2 separate regions of the Cricetulus griseus genome follow, and region 1 is linked to region 2. A link is a contact called in public Hi-C data. All regions are on one chromosome and are shown on one strand. The core of a region is the stretch at or near the end of the contact, and the rest is flanking DNA. Distances in the headings are between cores, read along the strand shown. Region 1 holds the start of Klf10 (Krueppel-like factor 10). Region 2 has its middle 68 kb from the start of Klf10.

The links. A called contact is a pair of places that touch in the nucleus more often than the background predicts.
Region 1: a contact with region 2 is called in a Hi-C map of fibroblasts, with 2.5 times the contacts expected there. The contact joins the promoter of Klf10 here to the enhancer-like site in region 2. A contact is called at or near these places in 3 of 8 Hi-C or Micro-C datasets (the CHK-Q cell line, the CHO-K1 cell line and fibroblasts).

The regions. Positions count from the first base shown.
Region 1 is chr10:13,386,784-13,389,527 of CriGri-PICRH-1.0, forward strand. Klf10 (Krueppel-like factor 10) reads left to right here and starts at 1,415. Exons shown (of 4, transcript XM_027431369.2): 1 at 1,415-1,587. The coding sequence starts at 1,552.
Region 2 is chr10:13,318,804-13,321,503 of CriGri-PICRH-1.0, forward strand. No RefSeq gene overlaps it. Among named protein-coding and RNA genes, the nearest start is that of Klf10, 68 kb to the right of the region's middle. Within about 2 kb of position 1,333, at least 3 of the 6 cell types and tissues checked have open chromatin away from gene starts, as enhancers often do. A contact at or near this core is called in fibroblasts, where this site is marked.

The DNA of each region.
Region 1 (2,744 bases), core at 165-2,664, 68 kb after region 2:
GGTGGTGGTGGGGTTGGCTGCCTCTGCGACAGTTCCCCTCCGGCACCCGCGCGGCGGTGACTGGCGAAGGGCAGCGTGAGCTGAGAAAGCCCGCAGGGGGTGTGGGGTAGCGGGGCGGGGGGCGCGCTGAGACTTTGCTCTCACGACCCCGCCGCCTGCCCAGGAGAGGAGATGAAAATCTCTAGTTTGCTTTAAGCCCCGCTATCGCTGCCTCCGGCTCCAACAGCTACCCCGAACCCGCACAACGGTCAAGGAGGGCGGGGTGGGGGCCCAGGAGGAGCCCCGGGCCCGGAGCCCACAGTACCCCCCCTCCCCAGCTGCTGCCCGGGGCGGCTTCCCTGCCCCCGACCCCGGGAGGGAGGGGTGGGGGCCGGGGCAAGAGCCCCACCCCCGGACACGCCTCGGAAAGGGCTCGCACGCTCTATTTTAAACTCCTAAAGGCACCCAGCTCAAACTCGACCCTGCCACCGAGCGCTCGGGTCTGGGGCACCGGGACACCCCGCGAGTCCTGTGGGACGAGCTTCCCGGGTGCCCCCCCCCCCGCCGCGGGCGCCCCTGAGGAAGGACGGGAGGGGACGCCCCGCCGGTGCCTGTGCCGCAGATGGGAGGGCGAGCTAGCGCCAGCCGCCTGGGCGTGGGCGTGGAGTGCGAGCAGGTGTCTGCTCCGTGACAGCCCCCTCCCCCACCGGCGGCTCGCCCTGGTTCTCCCGCCGCTCGGTTCGGTCCAGCCGGCGGCTCGCCCTGGTCCACCCGGCTCGGTGCGATTTCCCCCACGGCGGCTCGCCCTGATTCTCCCGCCCGCTCGGTGCGGTCCACCCGGCGGCTCGCCCTGGCTCTCCCGCCCGCTCGGTGCGATCCACCCGGCGGCTCTCCCGCCACGCCAGACCCACGAGGACCGCGCTGCCTGCCAGAGGCAGTCTCCGGGCTCAGCCCCGCGCTCGCAGCCCCCGCCTCCCCGGCTCGCCCGGGGTCCCGCCCACTCCCTGGCGGGCGCGAAGGGGACAGGGCGGGGCGGGCTTCCCTCCCCCTCCCCACCCCCCACGTGGGCTCTCCCCAAAGCCTGGATGCCTCCCGCCGCCACCGCGCCCCCCTGTGATGTCCCCGCCGCGCGGCGGCCGCCCCGGCGCGCCCGGTCGGGACGGGAAGCCGGGGGGGGGGTGGGGTGGGGGTGGGCGAGGGGCGTCCCGGAGTCAGGTGGTCCCGGGAGTTCCCCGGGGGAGGGCGCGGCGCCCCGGGGGTTGTGTACACGCTCGGCTGACAGAGCCTCCTGCCGCCGGGCAGCCGCTGATCACGCGTGGCCCCGAGAGCCCATTGGCTGCAGCCTCACACACCTTTGCCGCTGATTGGCCGGGGCCAGGCCCCGCCCCCGGCCCCCGCCCCCGCCCCGCGGCGCGGGGCAGGCAGAGCGGCTACCTGAATGGGGAGGGGGGCAGACGGCGCGGAGCGCGGCGGCGTCGACGTCTCGAGTCTCGGTGCGCTCGCCCGCCGTCTGTGCCCAGGCAGCCGGCAGCAGCTCAGCTCGCAGGCGCCTCGCCCGCCACCCACCCAGCCATGCTCAACTTCGGCGCCTCTCTCCAGCAAGCATCGGTGAGTCACCTGGGGATGCTCGCCCTCCCGCCCAGGGTCGCCGAGCCAGCCGTGGGTGGGTAGGTGGGTGGGGGGCGCGAAGCCCGAGTCCCCGCATCAGCCACGCCTGAGGACCCCGGCTGCAGCAGCGGGGACTTGCCAGGGTGTCCTGCCTGCAGTCTGGGGAGGCCATCGAGGGCATGTGCGCAGGAGGGGGGACCTGGACCAGAGCAGGCGATCCTGTGCCAGCCTGGGTGTCCAGGGGACAAGGAAAAGGGGGGGAGGGTGTCTCGGGGACACCCGGGCGAGCAGGAGAGCAAGCGGGAGGTGGAGGGGTTGCTGCAGCCTCCCCGGGGGGCGCCCTGCACCTGGCACTGGCGGGAGATGCCCCCGTCTGCACCGGGAGCGCAGGAGCCGTCTGCTGCCCGGGGGGCGGGCGCCTGCTCGTCGGGGAGGGAGCGGGATGGGCGGGTGGGCGCGCGCTGCCAGGTGGGGACCGCACGGCTGGGCTGGCCCGGGCTGGGGGGAGGGGACGGCTGTCTGTCTGGCCGGCGGTGGGGCGCGGGGGATGGATGGATGGATGCATGCATGCATAGATGGATGGCACCCCCGGCGAGCGGGCGTCGGGAGGGGACCCCCCATCCCGGGCTGGAGAGGCAGGTGGACGCCTGTGGATGACTCCCCGACACGGGGTGGGGTGGGGGTGGGGGACAGGGCCCCGCCGACAGCTGGGCGAGGGAGCGGGGACCGCGAGACGCGGGGGCCGCGCGCGCGCGCGCGTTGTCGAGACGGGAGCCGCGGAGCCCGTGGGCGCCGCACGTCTGGGAGCCTGCGGAGAACACGGCTCGCCCGGGCCGGGAAGAGGCGGCGAGGGGGGCGCAGGGGACGCGGGTGGAACGAGGTCCCGGGGGGCAGGGTGGGCGGAGCGCACCGGGCGAGCGGGCGAGCAGCCGCTCCCGGGAGGAGGGCGGCGGCGGCTGGGCTTCCGCGGGGACCCGGCGGCGGCTCCTCCTCTCTCCCTCCCTCCCGCAGCTGGAGGCCGGGCTGGGCGGCGAGAGGGTGCACCCCGGGAGCTCCTCGTCCCCGGGTGACCCGGCCGCGGCCTCCGCCAGGCAGGGGCAGAGGCAGGGGCGGGAGCGAGCCCGGCCCCGCTGTCGGTTCCTAAGGGAACCGCGGCT
Region 2 (2,700 bases), core at 83-2,582:
AAGAATCCAGGGATGAACACAAGTTGTCTTCTTTATTATTTCCATCACCTGTTAAAACAGAGCATCTTCCACTGTGAGAGGAACCAACCAGTCCCAGGGCAGGGTGGCTACTGTGGCCGACACCGGGTGGTAACGTCAGACACTTCCCAGTCACGCATCAGTTTCTCACACATTTCCCAACGCTATTTTCTCGAATGTGTTCCTTTGTCACCTGTATCAAACAATGCCACCTGTAGACTGTGATTGTAACACGGCAATAACTGTGTATGGTAAGAGAGAGACAGAGGGCCGGCAAGATGGCTTAGTGGATACAGGTGCTTGCCACCAAACATGAAGACCCAAGTTCAACCCCCGGAACTCCCAGGGAAGGAAAGCATGTACTGTAATATGCTGTCCTCGGACTTCTACGACACCCCGTAAATAAACAAACAAATAAGAAAATTAGCTTTCTATATCAGAGGTTCCTTTGGTAGTTCTTAGTAGTTTCCTTTATAAAAATGTTCTGTTAGCATAGTTAGTTATACATAGTAACGGGCTTCGTTATAACGTTTTCAGGCGCGCACACAGTGTATGCATTCCAACCATATTTTCCCATTATTCAGTCTTGCTTATGGCCTTTAAAACCTAACAAAACAAAAAAAAACCCACTTCTTAAACACGTATCTATTTATTTAGAGACAAGGTCTCACGAAGTAACCCAGGCTAGCCTCATAGTTGCTGTGCAGCTGGGAATGCCATCCGTGGACCGTCTGCTCCTCTCGCCTCCTCTGCCTGCTGCGGCCCACAGGTGTGAGCCGCCACACCCTAAGTCGTGCTTTGGCCCATGCTAGGCAAGCACACTGCCAACGGAGCTACATCCCTAGGCCCTGTTAACCACGCTTCCTCCTCCTTCCCACGGGCGCTGGCTGGCTCGCTCATAGACTTCTTGGATGCCAGAGAGTTCCAAAACACCAAAGCGGGCTCGCATCCTCTCCTGGGGTACGAAGACAGGACTAGAACCTTTTGGAGAATTGCGCTTCCCCGTGGAGCCCCTTAGTGGTGGACTCCAGGTCCAGTTCTGAGTCTGCGAGATGCCCCCAGAGCACAGAGGGCATAAGGGCCTTTCAAGTGGACTCTAGCAGGAGGCTCGCCGGTGCATCTGCACTCAGCAGCCTGAGCCCCAGCCCTAAGCATCCTCTCCTCCCCAAGGTAACCCCAGTGTGAACTGGGAGGAAGGAAGCTGGGCTAAGACCCCCACCCCCGGAAGGAAGCTGGGCTCAGGCTCCCCAACAGGCACCTCCCGGCTCTCTGAGACTGGGTTTGCTGAATGCTGACTCATCACCAGCTCCTGCCCGGCCTGGTGCACGCTCGCCCACGACCTGCCCTCCTTCTGATTCTCGGCTGCTTCCTCCCAGGCTCTTCCCAGGCGCCTGCCAGCCCACGCGAGCATCTCCCATGTCCTCACCGCGCCACCCCCCCCCCATCCCTCTTCTTCTCTGCCAAATCCGGAAATGTGTGGTCTCCTTGCATTTCCTCCTGGAGCCGTGCAGCGCCCACTCAGCCTCCCCCTCGGCTTCTAACTCTCCGTGAAGTTTACTGAGCTCGCCCTCAACTGTGAGAGGTCAAGACGAGGCCTTCCCAGCAGGACAGGTGGCCCTGGGCCTCCCGGCAGGACAGGTGGCCCTGGGCCTCCCACCTCCTGCTCCGCCCTCCCGCCCGGCCCCTGCCGCTGCCTCTTCCAGGAGATGGACCGGCTCCCTCTCCCGTTTCCATGACGCTGCACTTTCCCACGTCTCCTCCTCTCCCCCGGGCTCTGACAGCTCGTTTCCTCCCTGGCATCTTCTTCTCCCAGCTTCCCCCGTGGGTGTGCCTGAGGGCTGCCCTTGAAGTTCTCTTCCTTTCTGTGCGTGCCCACCGGGTCCCCTGCTCGCCCTCCGCCTCCCCGCTGCAGCTGCTCTCGCGCCCACGCGCGTTGCCAAAACCGTCCACGCATCCTCGCCAAGCACGGTGTCCTAAGCCACAGGATTTGAGACTGTTGGTTCTGCAAACGTTGAATCTCCTCCCAACACCTGACGGTGCCTCCCAGGGGAGGCTTCTCTATGCTCCTGAGCCCAAGCCAGCTTAGAATATAGCTCTGCAAAAGGCTGCCCAAGTTCAAATCCTTGCCGCGACCCCTGGCAGGTTCGTTCATTTGCTCCTCCATTTGTGTGGCAAATGCTCTCCTGAGCTCTGACTCGGTGACAGACTCTGATCGGGGCTGTGACTACAAATGGAAAGGAAGTGTCCACCACACGCCTGACACGGCTCACACGGCTGTCCAAGCTAGAGTTAACACGGCACTGTGGCAAGCTGTGTGAGGGAGAGAGAAGATGCCGTGGGAGCCCCCCACAAGCCAGGGACAGCTTCCTTGAGGACAATGCATTTAAACCCAGATCCTGTCACAGGGCGTGGCAGGTCGAGTTGGGCCCAGCATCCTAACAGATAGAATCTATGGATGTGACATGTGTGGATGTGTGATTGCATTAAGGGTCTTAAATGACAGATGAATTTGAATTATTTGAGGACAGTGTGGGGCTGGGAAGGAGGCTGTCTTAGCTACTTTTGTTCTGTCGCTGCAAGGAGGAGACACCATGACCAAGGCAACCTTTACAAAAGAAAGCATTTAATTGGGGGCTTAAGAAACCCTAATGGTGGCATGGTTGGGGTGTGTGTGTGTGTGTG